2 separate regions of the Mus musculus genome follow, and region 1 is linked to region 2. Evidence: chromatin contacts called from public Hi-C data. All regions are on one chromosome and are shown on one strand. The core of a region is the stretch at or near the end of the contact, and the rest is flanking DNA. Distances in the headings are between cores, read along the strand shown.

Region 1 (6,419 bases), core at 51-2,550, 240 kb after region 2:
AGAAACCTAGTATACCCAAGATACCACTTCCAAAACACAAGAAAATCGAAAAGGAAGACCAACTCGTGAATACTTGATTTCTCCCTAGAATAGGGAATAAAATATCCATGGAAGGAGTTGCAGAGACAAAGTTTGAAGCTAAGACAAAAGGATGGACCAACCGGAGACTACCCCACCCGGGGGTCCATCCCATAATCAGCCACCAAATGTAGACACTATTGCATTTGTTAGCAAGATTTTGCTGAAAGGACCCTGATATAGCTGTCTTCTGTGAGGCTTTGCCGTGACTGGCAAATACAGAAGTGGATGCTCACAGTCATCTATAAGATGGAGCACAGAGCCCCCAATGTAGGAGCTAGAGAAAGTACCCAAGAGTTGAAGGGGTCTGCAACCCTATAGGTGGAACAACAATATGCACTAATCAGAGCCCCCAGAGCTCATGTCTCTAGCTGCATTTGTAGCAGAAGATGGCCTAGTTGGCCATCATTGGGAAGAGAGGCCCTTGGTCTAGCAAACTTTATAGGTCCCAGTACAGGGGAAAGCCAGGGCCAAGAAGTGGGAGTGGGTGGGTAGGGGATCAGGGCGGTGGGAGGGTATAGGGGACTTTTGGGATAGAATTTGAAATGTAAATAAAGAAAATAAGAAAAAATAAGAAAAAAAGATAAAAAAATCTGATTGAATTTGAGGGCATTTATTCTTTGAATAAATATGACTAACTTTGAGAAAGCATATAATGATAATCTAATCCCTGTAGATTATATGTAAGCCCCAATAACTTTTTAACTTATTGTATATTTTCGAATCAGAAAAAAGTAATTTTGTGATTGATGTCAGTTTCTACTCTCAGTGTTTTCCTTGGCCTCTGGTTATCTTATCCCCATTTTGTGTAACCTCTTTATGATAAGAGTTTCTTTCTTGAATTATTACTAACATTTTGCTAATTTTCAATGCAGGTAATGGGCTAGGAATTAGAATTGTTGGTGGTAAAGAAATTCCTGGACATAGTGGAGAAATTGGAGCCTATATTGCTAAGATTCTTCCTGGTGGAAGTGCAGAACACTCAGGGAAACTTATAGAAGGTAAATATTAAAAATGTCATAGCAAAATTCAATGAAATGTATTCATATTGTATATGTTTTCCTTTGCATGTGAATTAAAGTGCAAATTTGTTTACATTTTGTATCAGAAAATTTTGTAATTAATGATGGTAAAATTTTGACATTGCAATGTTACCAAGTATTACGATATAATAGAAAATGTATCCATCAGTAAGAGTGTGCCTTCATTTGCATTGTTCTTTTGGCAGTTGGGATAGTTGTTTTTTTTTTTTTTTAAACTCAGTTAGTCAAGGTTTTTTTATTTTTTGATGTATAATTAAAAAGTACTTTATTAATCTAGTTTAATATTTTATTTTTTAAAAAAGAGAAAACATGCTGATAGCAGCTATGAAAATTGAAAACATGACTCCAGAGAAGTTGAGGTCAGGTAACTAGCTACAGATGGCTCCCAAGCCAACTCCATCTGCCATCTGCTCCTGTCAACCATGTGTCTGGGAACACAGCCAGGTCTGCTAACTTAGACAGGACCATGGCTGCCCTCCTGATGGAAGAGCAGGGACACAGCCCCAGGGTCAGTAACATCCAAATATCCACTTCACTTCAGAAGTTTCCCAACACCTGTATGTGGTTCTGTTTACTTCAGACACTACTCACCTCACTGAGGACATCTTAAAATAATGACCTTTCTAGGTCTTACAGTGTGCCAAACATGTATTTCATCATCTTTACACAATAAATTTATGGATGGATTCTCAAAATATATTATGATAATTTTCATGTTTTTATGGAATAATGTGAACATTCTATCTATAAATTCTATAACATAAATGCAATATACAAGAGCTATATATTATCTTGCTTAGAGTATACATTGTTTGCCAAAAATATTTATAACTTTTCTCTTTTATTCTATATAAAATATTTATTTGGAAAGTGTTTTGTTTTCACTTATTGCTTTAAATTTTGCATGTGTGGCTTGCAATCTTTAACTATTATAAAATTTATTCATTGTCATTTTAAGTAAAATATATGGAACACACAAAGACCTTGAGCATTTTGATAAATTATTATTATAGAATATATACAGATTACAGACAATATTTATTCATCAAAGATTGTGCTTACGCCATTGGTCTGGCTTTGTTGAAGCAAACTGTGTACATCCCATCCCAGCTTCAAATCAGAGACTTCTCAACAGGCCTTTCAGTTGGTCGTGTTAGGATTATTTAATGTGAAAAGACAAATGCTGCAAATTCAGTCCCCACCCCACTTTATTTGCTTTAGAATCTTATTTGTTTGTTTGTTTGTTGTGTTGTTTGGTTTATCTGTTGCTATGTGCCCATATGTCTATTTTATACACTCTGTCTTGTACTTTAGCATAAATTTCAGGAGTATGTCACGTCATAAATGTTGTAGATTGTATATGGAGCAACTTTGGTTTTTATTCTTAGTATAAAGCATCACCCCAATATCATAGCACTAGAGATTCTGTTCTTATTTCATTTAAAAAAATATTTTATTTCAGTTTTGAATTCCATTTATTCAAGATGTTAAGGGTAATTCTTTACAGTTTTTTTAAAATTATTTTCTTATGTTCTACAGAAACTATAAATAGTTGGGTCAATATGTAGTAAGTAGATAACTTATTTTGACTATATATGTATATCTATAGAATTTCTATGGCTAATGTGTTCCAAAAAAATGAAATCATTCATCTTTTTATTTCTGAGGATCCAAATATACAGTGTGAGCTCTTATAGAATTGACATTATCTTTCAGGTGTGATATGAGTGGCAATTTATTCACAATATATTTTTAGACTGTTTTTATTTCCTTTAACTGCAAAGTCCTTATTCAGCAAGCTCTGCCGGGGTCTAATGTCCAGTGCTTGTCCATCTGTCCTCTGGGTTTCAGGAATAGCAGAGCACTCTTTGGTGATGTCTACACCACCCATTGGTAATGGCTCACTCCTTGTTGACTCTTGAGTAACCAAACTATTTCCAGGTTTCCTCTAGTTGTTCGATTCTCTTCATTGTACATTCACAGCATATCACAAGACACATAGATTTTTTTAGTTCTCATAAATTAATGCCAATTTCAAGGATTTGTTGGTTTTTGAAAAGCAAAGGAACTGCCAGTGTGTTTGCCTTAAGCTATTATTGTGGCCATTTGTTTTCAAACACTTGATTCAATCTTCTCTTGAAATCACTTGTAAAACAAAGTCTTCAGTTTTATTTAAAAACAGGAAAATATTATGTTTCTGAATGGTCACTGAGATTGGAGTTTTAACTAGTGTATTTTTCTCATTTTCTTTGAATAATTTGTAATATATACAATAATGTATATATACATTAGCATATGTTGCCATTTATTTATAACTTGCCACTATCAGTTAAGATCTTTATACCAAGATCAATGATCATAAATCTTTTCATGTTATAGTATCAACATCACTTTTTAAAAATTCTTTCATATATTACATCCCAAAGATAGTTCCCTTCCTCCCATTATACACACAGACACACATATACAGACAGACAGACAGACACACACTTCTTCTCTCCCTCACATCCACTGCTATTCCATTTCACTTCAGAAAAGAGCAGTTCTACTGATTTCTACCAAACATGGCATCACAAGATGCAATAAGACTGGGCACAAACCCCCACATCAAGGCTCCCAGCAGGAGGAAAAGGGTCCCAAAAGCAGACAACAGTCATAGACAACGCTCACTCCCACAGAACCATCAAGCTACACAGCCATAGCATATATGCAGAGGCCCTCACTCAGGCCTATGCAGGCTCCCTGATTGTCACTTCAGTCTGTGTGAGCCTCTAGGAGCCCTTGTTGGTTGATTCTGTGAGCCAGTTCTCACGGTGTCCTTGCCCCTCTGGTTCCTATAATCCTTCCTCCTCTTATTTTATGGGATTCCCCAAATCTTCCTAATGTTTGGCTGTGGGTCTCTTCTGTTCCAATCAGTTGCCGGATGAAACCTCTCTGATATCAATTATGCTCAGCTCCAGTCTACAGGTATAGCAGAGTATCATTAGGAATCATTCATTGACTAAAAAACAAAAAACAAAAAACAAACAAACAAACAAACAAAAACAACTTTATCAAGACAATTTTATGGGAGGAAGCTTCGTCAATAGCATTCCAACTTCAGAAAATGTTAATTCACAGCACACTTGAGTCTTTACAAAATAATATTTTATCTCTTACCAAACTGATACTCCATCCCTTTCCAAACGTCAGACATTCACAACATAGTTATTAATATTCCAATAGAATCACGAGTTTATTTGCTAAGCTGATAAAAGCCTGGCCCACTCTGAGGACAAACCTTTCTTGACATGGTAGTGATTTTTTGTTTGTTGGTTTTGGGGTTTTTTTTTGTTTTTGTTTTGGTTTTGTTTTGTTTTGTTTCTTCGACGGAGGGGTTATTGCTTTAGTTTATTTTTTCCTTCTGAGTCTTCAGTGTCTAGCATAGTGCTAATAAAGCAAGGGCTCAACCAATTTCTGAAAAGGTAAAGAATTATAATTCATTTTCATTATAAATTAGATACTTAAAATGTGACTCTACAGGGTTGTGAGAAACACATCAATGGCTGTAGCTATAATCTGCCATCAATGCAAACCATGAATATTTATGGTATCATTAATATATGGTCCTATAAGTTTTCATTATCTTTTTAGAAAAGAGGAAGGAATATGAAAGTATATTAGCTTTAGCATACAGTCAACACTTTGAGCTTAGCTGCACATCAATTTACATAAATGTACTCTGGGTGTGTTTGTTGTTTTCTAGATTTGGCTTTGCATTTAAATTCAGATTTCTGGGGTTTGTTGGGATTGCTTATATGCAGGATGCAGCAGGACCTCCGAAAGCAGCTTCTATGTGTATGAAAAAAACAAATTAACAGTTCTTTCCCCTGTAAGCCTCAAAAGACTGTGAGTCCTCAGTGGTTGAGAAAGGGCAAAGGGCACAAACTTCTAATAGGTGAATCCCTGGTGGACTGATTTGCTGCCTGTTTCTGATTGATTTCCACTTCAGTTGTGAGTGTGCTAAATGAAACAGCCAGTCGCAGAACTGCCAATTTACACATCAACCACAACAAGGCAGGTTTGCTGTTTGCCTCTACATTAAAAGAGGCAAAGAGGCAAAATAATCAAAGCTTAGATGATGCATATCGACATCCTTTCTGTTATATTTCCTGTTGTTTAAGAGTTAAGATCAACATAATACAGATACCTAACTAGAAACAAGAGTGTATTATTCATCATCACAAAGGCTACTGAGGAATTCCAATAGTCATTCTGCATTTCTGATTGAGAACAAAGTCTTGGATAAAAAAAAAATTCTCTCTCATTAAAATGTCTTAAATTTTGTATAATCTATACATACCCACCAATGTAAGATTATAGTAATCTTACCGAACCTTACTAATTAGGTTCATATAATGCCCAATATGATATAAATCTAGCTGATACTTGCTATATTATGTTGCTTAGAGGTCAGTGACAGGTAAACAGTCTGTTATAGGAATCACAGATGCACTTAGTAATATGTATGATGCTGAGAATTGAAGCCAGGTCCTCACTGGAAACACTAAATTTACCAGGTATTCATAAGAACAGTCTTAAAATTTATAGACCATATTCCTTCTTTGTTTCTCATGTTTTAAATTGAGCTATATTTATTAAAACTTACTGAGAACTTTTGATTAAATTTTAATCATTAAATACCTTTTACTATTTACAGTATCTGACACAAGTAAAAACGGATTATTTGCTGTCATCTTGGTGATGTAAAGAATGGAGTATTGATATTTCTTATGAAGCAGCTTAACACATAATTTGGTTTATTTCTTGAAAATTCTCCCAGAATGATGAAATGTTTATTGACACTTATATTAATCTGCATTTACATCTTTTATTTATCTAATGATGAAATTGTACATTCAGTTTATCCCCTTAATTTTAGTTTTTATAATGGACATATTTTATTATGTATGCTCAGCAGAATGATCTGTTATAGATATCATTTCATTTCTGCCTGTTTGATTTATTGAAAATAAGTTTCTTTTCTTATAGAAATAGTGTGGCTATAATTCCCACTCCATCTACTCCTTCTAGTTCCGTCCCTCTGGATCCACTCCCTTCCTCCCTCTTGTTAGAAAAAGAGAAGGCTTCTAAGAGATTAAAAACCAAACATGACAAAATATAATATAAGATGAAGCCAAACTTTCATATCAAAGTTGGACACAACCAACAGGAGGAAAAGAGTCCCAAGAACAAGCAATGCAGTCAGATTGTCTCATTCTCCCACTCAGGGGTCCCATAAAAACACCAAGCTAGTAC
Region 2 (7,024 bases), core at 88-2,587:
GAGAAATACTACAAGATGCAGGATTTTTGCCTAATTATGTCCTTTTTTGAAGTAAACTCCCCTTTTAAAATATTCACATATTCTATTTGCCTGTAGGACTATCAGAAAGTCTGATTGTTTGGGCTTAATTTGTTTGTGAAAACATTCTCTTTATCTTAATGAATGACTTGAAGCTCTGACTTTGGAAGTCACATCCCTAATATATTATGAAAGAATCAAAAAGTCAATCAGTTTCCAGTGACATAACAAATAATGCAATTTCCTCTGTTGAGTAGCTGTCATTAACTCTAGTAATGTTAGACACAGATTGTTTTGTAACTGTGCCAATTTTCTATTTTAAAAGTAGAAGGTTTGAACCTACTTCATAGATAAGAATTTTGTCAAAACTTGGAAATGTATCTTGTGAGATCATGTTCATATCTGTGTATTAGTTCAGTTTCTTATTCTTAGCTTTTGATCTCTTTAAGCTTAAAAGTTGAGACTTAACACTTTATAAGAAAACATTACATAGCAAATTTTGAGTTTCAGACTCAGCAATAATTGGAATAATTACTCTAGAATAGAAGTAAGAAGTATGGTGGTGGGGTGCTGAAAATATAGACAGCTTTGTTGTTAAGCAGCTGTGTGATTAACGAGATTTATCTACTGAGATTTTTCTCTTTTTACATTTGTTAAATTAGAAATAATAAAATGGATGGACAAGACTTGAAACCATGACTTAGAAGTTTTACATAAAAGCAACAGACTTCAAAATTTGTTGTTCCCTTGGCGAGCAATTTCCCATAATTCTTTCCATTGGTGTAGTTGAGGAAACAGCGCAAGGTGCAAGCATTCAAAAAATTTTCCCAATTTACTAATGTATCACTTTGAAAAAGTCAACCTAATTGTTCTGGTAAAGCTCTCTAAGATAAAGGCCATTTCATCTCATATTGGGAAATTTTCTTTAAAAACTAGACGGATTCTTTCTCCCTCATCTTTAGTTACCAGAATCTTTCTTAGGAAATTTTATAAATCCTTTCACAGTCCCTTGGGAGGATTCGGAGGTGAAGGGGGGCGGGGGGAAGAAAAAGAAACTACAAATCCCAAGAGGCAGAGCTGCAGACATAACCCCTTCCGCTCTTTTCCCCCTAAATTGAGCTCGCGAAAACTCAGGTTGAGGCATCCTGCTATATGCCTGAAGGAAGTGTCCGCAGTTCGCCGGGCCTTTTAGCATGGCATCATCTGGTGCCTTTAAGTCGGTGTCTAGGCGTCTACGCGCGATGCGACGCAGGGCGGGTAGGCGTGGCGGACATCACCTGTTCGGGGCGGCGCACGCGCAGTACCGGCGCGGCGAGGGGGCGGGGCGCGGGGCGGGGCCGTCGGCGCGGGGCTGGCCGAGCTCCGCTGCTTCTGGGCTGCTCCGGCGCTGAGGAGGCAACCGGGAGACAGGGCGTGAGAAGCTTCCCTGGCGCTGTCCAACATGGAGGAGCTGCCCGGCGCCGGCACAGCCTGCGGACTGGTCTGAGCTCGCCCCACTTCCCCAGGCAGCCGGGAGGGCGCGGAGCCCCCAGGGCTGGGCAGCCTGCACGCCCCGGGGCGGACCCCGGCTGGCGGGGCTCGGACGGCCGCGGGCTTCTGCACCGGGACGTGTCCCGCCGAGCCATGGGCAACGAGGCGAGCTTGGAAGGGGAAGGGCTCCCCGAAGGGTTGGCGGCGGCCGCAGGCGGGGCTGGCGGCTCCGGGAGCGCCCTGCACCCGGGGATCCCAGCCGGCATGGAGGCGGACCTGAGCCAGCTGAGCGAGGAGGAGAGGAGACAGATCGCTGCTGTCATGTCAAGGGCGCAGGGGCTGCCCAAGGGAAGCGTCCCCGCGGCCGCTGCGGAGTCGCCCTCCATGCACAGGCACGCACAGCATGATGGAGAGGTCCAAGCATATATATACCGCTTCCCGTGCACGTACGTGTATGTGCCCGCACGGTGGTACATATATGTCGCCTCCCTTCATTTTATTCTCCCTAATGGGGTGGCGATAAGGCGATCATAAGCTTTTGGATGGGCGGAATAAAAACGATGCAGTGTAGAGTTTCTGGTGGGATAGTCATGGGTTGCATTCTTGGAATTGTGATTTTAGGTTGTGATTCCCCTCCCCTTGGCCTTTTGCAACCTTTTCCACTAGGTTGGTGTGGAGAGACGCCCTACGGTGTTTTTACTAATCTGGAAATCTTCCATTAATACAACACAGATGTTTAAAAAATGGATAGAGCTGGGTTGCTTGTTTACCTGTACGCTTAAACCTCTGTAGTGTTCTGAGGTCTTTTTTCTCTGAGAATGATGTGTAAATATTCTTATAACAATACCCTTAGCCCACTGGAGGGGACTGGTCCTTCCTGCCCAACCTGTCCCTAGAGAACATGAGCTGCCTAGGTGAAAAGCATAGACTAAATATACCTTTTATATTCAGTGAAGGCCCTAAGATATTTTGTAACATTAAACAGATGGTTCGGTCACAGCAGAGCAGGTGCTGTACATGTATTTCTGAATTAGCATATGCTAGTTTAAAAACCATTGCTCTTTTATAATGCAAAAAATGACTTTCCGTTTATAGAACATGCGAATTTGTATTACCTTAAGCTTAGGTTTCAGTACTCAGTTAAAAACAAAATAAATAAAGGACAATTATAAAACTAATCTTTAGTATTAACATATTAATTTGCTCTCTAGCTTTTTATTTTCCCTTTTCCTAATGAATAAGTTGTTTTCTAATTAGAGGACCCAGGGTATAATCTTGTTTTCTCCACCTCTGTTATTGTAAACAAATACTTTAACTTTACATCCTTCTGCAGAAAAAATATCTGTCTATCCATGGTCCTGAAACATCCTTTGAACCAACTGACAGGACTTCCACAATCTTGACTTGAGATACTGAAAGGTGTAGAATGATCTACTTCATAAACTTGAAAAAAAAATTCAACTAAGCTGCCAGAATGCAAATATAAGTGCGCAGTTTTGCCAGATATCATAATGAACTTAGTATAGGAGCAGTCTCAATTTCTGAAGGACAGTGATTTTGTTTTCAAGTATTATCTGAAATGTTGGGACTCTGTCAGGTAAAAACCCCTGTTTAATATGAAAGAAAACACTAGCGTACAAATTAGCCCCCGAATTTGAAATGTACTTATTGTTTAAAACTGTGGTTTTGGCCTTTTTCTTTATTTACAAGGTGAGCTGGGTTTCTCCACTTGCTGGAATCCTGACTTTGGAAAAAAACGGTAGCGTGCATTTAGTCTGTCATTTTGGGATAATAACGAGGAGTAGAGATTTTATTAGTCAGATTTATCATTTTTCCAGAGGGGCTCATGCAACAGGTCTGGCATGGATACAAATGCCAGTGAGATTTGTGTTTGCATTTCTATCTTGCTTCTGCACAACAGATGCTGAGGAAACAATTCCACCTATATGTGTTGCTTAGGTTGTATGTGCACTGCAGAATACTTCCAGAGTTTCCCATTACCAACTGGACACTTTGGGATGGCTATTACTAGGCAATCTGTGCCCTAAATTGCAACTGGTTATGGTTTGCAAAAGATATGCATGAAGAATTTCTGATTTTTGTAACACATTTTTGTTTTGCTGAAATATTTCTATAAAAGCCATTTTTGGGAAAATATGCATCTGTATGATAATGAGTCACTTGACCTGTCGCTTAGGCTTTCAGGATCATTGTCATTAAATATATGTGTATCTAGAAGGTCCAAATTATTTCAAATTTTAAGAACTTAAAAGATGTGCATTTATTTATTCTGCTTTATTTTTGAGAAGTAAGAATTTTCAGTCTCAAGACTCAGATTCTTACATGGATTTTATGTGACTCACAGCAAATTAATATGCATTTTTCAACCCATGTGTGTCTCAGGTTCCTTGCCTCTAAGGAATATAATAAGACCCGTCTTACCTATTTCAGGAAGTCATTTTGAGGATAACCCAGAAGTTCACAGTGTGTTTGTTTGTTTGTTTGTTTTTGTTTTTTCTGGATTTCTAATGATAAGGAGTATGACAAATATAAAGCCCAGGAATCTCAATGCCAGCCATGGAAAACAATCAATGTGGCCGCAGATGTATGTTGTAGGATTCATTATTAGAAATACTTTTGAGACAAAACTATATTCCTCACATATGGATAAGTGAGCACGAATCCTCCTAGCAGCACCCTCATTATGAGGCTGGAGGCCAGACTTTTAAAACTTAGGTTCCTGACTTTAAACTAGTCTCTTAGCCTTTGAAATCCTATATTCTCTCTAGTATAGAAGTGGGTATACATTTCTAAGGTTATTTTTATTTCTGATATGGAATATTTTATGTGACTCAGCATTGCCAAATTGTCATTGACTGCTGTGTTACATTTAAAAACATCTCATCATTCCAGCTGCCTCCACATCATTATATTTGCGTATGCCAGAAATATCATTTTATCTGAAACAGTCTCTCTCCTAACTTATGAACGAGAAGTTCTAATCTGGGAATGGCAATAGTAAAAATGAAAAAGGAAGTAGAATTAAACATGAATAACTTCATCTGGAATCAGAATAAGATTACAAACAAAATTCTTCAGAATGTTGATTTATTAAAGACCCAGTAGTGAAAGACAATTTTATTACTACATTTCATTTTATTCATGAGCATGAGATATGAGGTGGCTCACAGCAAATCTCCTGTGATAGAAGATAAAAAAAAATTGGAAATTGATGATTTCCCTTAGTGCTCCTTTGAGCCTTCCCTGCTGAGTGACCATCTGCTCAACTGGGTTTTGTTTGTTTGCTTTGGTTTGGTTTTTTTGGTTTTTATGTTTTGTTTTGTTTATTGATATCAAACAATAGGTCAAGTCCAGGTTCTTAAGTCAACATAGAAAGTATGCATTTAAATCTTAGAAAGCCTTTAGAAGAACTCAAGAAGCCAAACCCTGATACGTCCATTCATTGGTTTTCATATCCAGGTACTCATTGATTCATCAAACACTAATGCTCTTCTCCGAGGTGCCAGGTCTGATTCTTGCAATGAGGCGACTGGTGACCAGTGTGCTTCTAGCTCCCTGTTCAGTGGATAAGACACAGATTACATTTTAGTTAACTCTTAGCAGAGCGGTTGTGAAGGCAAGCAGCCCAGGACACCACAGTTGCCCAGGCTCCTTTACATCTTTGTCTGGTGTCAAGCTGCTCTCTTTGTGGGTTTCTTTCTTTTTGCCTTTTTAAAAACAAAAACAAAAAACAAAAACTTGAATTTACATACTGAAAGCAATTAAAACTAAGGTATAATTTGGGACTCGTATTAATGGCTACGTAAGTCTTTTCTGGCAGGGAGCTTCTTTAACACAGTACAAGTTAATTTTTGTGGGGTATTTATGCAATTATAACATAATGTAAAAAATAATGTGTGTCACATGAAGCTTGTTTTCAATTTTGTTGTCTTGTTACCACAAATATTTGGCATTTGTGAAATTCCTTTTAGGTTTTTCACTTATTACACATACCTAGGGCTAAATGAAGACACTGTATTACAAGATACAGATTAAGATAAATTTATCAGTATTTTCAGAAAATAACAATTAAATAAAATCAAGAATAGGTTTTTTTTTTTTTTGCCTTTGTTTAGAGCTAATTCTAAAGAACCACATACAAAGGTGCAGTATAGTGAAATTCCTAAGTAATTACTTATGAGACAGGCACATCTATAAGGGTTTTATTTCAGTGGAGTTTTGCACTGTATTGATTGAATGTGGAACATTTCTAGAATAATGCTAAACTCTGTACAATGTATCTGTTTGGAAATAACCAATTTTCAGTTAGGTACTGTGACTCTTCTTCCTTCCTGTGGCCAGATAGAAGCAGTTGCAATATGTACAAATGTAAATATGTAGCAATGATTAAAAAAAATCACAGGGATTTTGGAAGTGACTCTGGGAAATAGTTCTGAGTCTTTTTTAAAAGTGAAAGCTTTGGAAACATAGTAAAACATTTACTTAAAAAAATCTTTTCCTGGAACAACCTTCCCACACTCTTTTATTATTGTTAACATTAATATTATATAGTCCTGGGATCAATTGCAACACCTTGCACAGGCTAGGCAGACACTGTACCAGTGAGCTACAATCTACCATACTAACTCATTTTATTACCTCATTTTATGCATATATTTCAGTGAGAAATTATTTTCTTTCTTAGCTCCAGGTCATACGTTTCCATTTCTTTCACCCCTCTCTTAGATCCTGATTTACACTTGAAGGATTGAGGAAGATCTGAGTAAAATTATTAACTAACACAAAGTTGAAAATATGTAGCTGTGCCCCTAACTAGCCAAGTTTGAATTGAATGAAAAATGTAACCTGTATTGTGATTATTTCATATGTCATGGCCTCCAAAATCGTTAATTCTTTTCCATGTTTTTCCAAAGAGAAATATATGTTTTCCAAATGTAAGATGACATAAATAAAAGAAAACTACTTATCTGGTTTCCTCCACAGTTTCCATGGAGAATGTGATTAGTTGTTCTTTTGCTGTTGACAAAAAGGGTTTATTCAAAATTTAACATACCTAGTTTTAATTATTCCGTTCAAATCATTTAAAGTTTATCATAGTTACACGATTTAAAAGAAATAATTGTCATGTAAAGTTACTTGTCACAGCTCTCTAGCAGCATCAGTGATAATTGTTAAAATTACAGTTGTGACAATAAATAGGGTAGTAAACACTGAATGAAGCTGCTCCATGTTTTCCTCCTCTGAGCAAAGTTGTAGCACTTTCCAAAAATAGGTTCATAGCCAGCTTCATGCTGTTTAGCTCTAAGGTAATATCCCAAGATACTTTAAGACTCATCTGTGATGTTGAGTAAAAACTTCATATTAATGATTAACTATTAGAAAAGATAAAGTAATATTGGTCTTGCACAAGAAAAGTTGTTTGGCAGTTAACATAAAAATGTACAAGCTTAGTAATTAATATACAAATCTGTACAAGGTTTCTTAAGGATATGCCATGTCTATATGTTATAGTTCA

What was found. A called contact is a pair of places that touch in the nucleus more often than the background predicts.
Region 1: a Hi-C map of cerebellar granule neurons shows a contact between it and region 2, with 2.1 times the contacts expected there. The contact joins the enhancer-like site here to the promoter of Pclo in region 2. A contact is called at or near these places in 2 of 39 promoter capture datasets (hippocampal neurons and second pharyngeal arch cranial neural crest), 3 of 484 Hi-C or Micro-C datasets (brain, cerebellar granule neurons and nephron progenitors) and 2 of 115 datasets of contacts at active chromatin or transcription factors (forebrain and stem cell-derived neural progenitor cells).

What each region holds. Positions count from the first base shown.
Region 1 is chr5:14,749,526-14,755,944 of GRCm38.p6, forward strand. It overlaps Pclo (piccolo (presynaptic cytomatrix protein)), which reads left to right. Exons shown (of 25, transcript NM_011995.4): 10 at 954-1,079. Among named protein-coding and RNA genes, the nearest start is that of Gm52805, 150 kb to the right of the region's middle. Within about 2 kb of position 1,301, at least 2 of the 459 cell types and tissues checked have an H3K27ac peak or open chromatin away from gene starts, as enhancers often do. A contact at or near this core is called in cerebellar granule neurons, where this site is marked.
Region 2 is chr5:14,513,581-14,520,604 of GRCm38.p6, forward strand. Pclo (piccolo (presynaptic cytomatrix protein)) reads left to right here and starts at 1,338. Exons shown (of 25, transcript NM_011995.4): 1 at 1,338-1,880. The coding sequence starts at 1,642.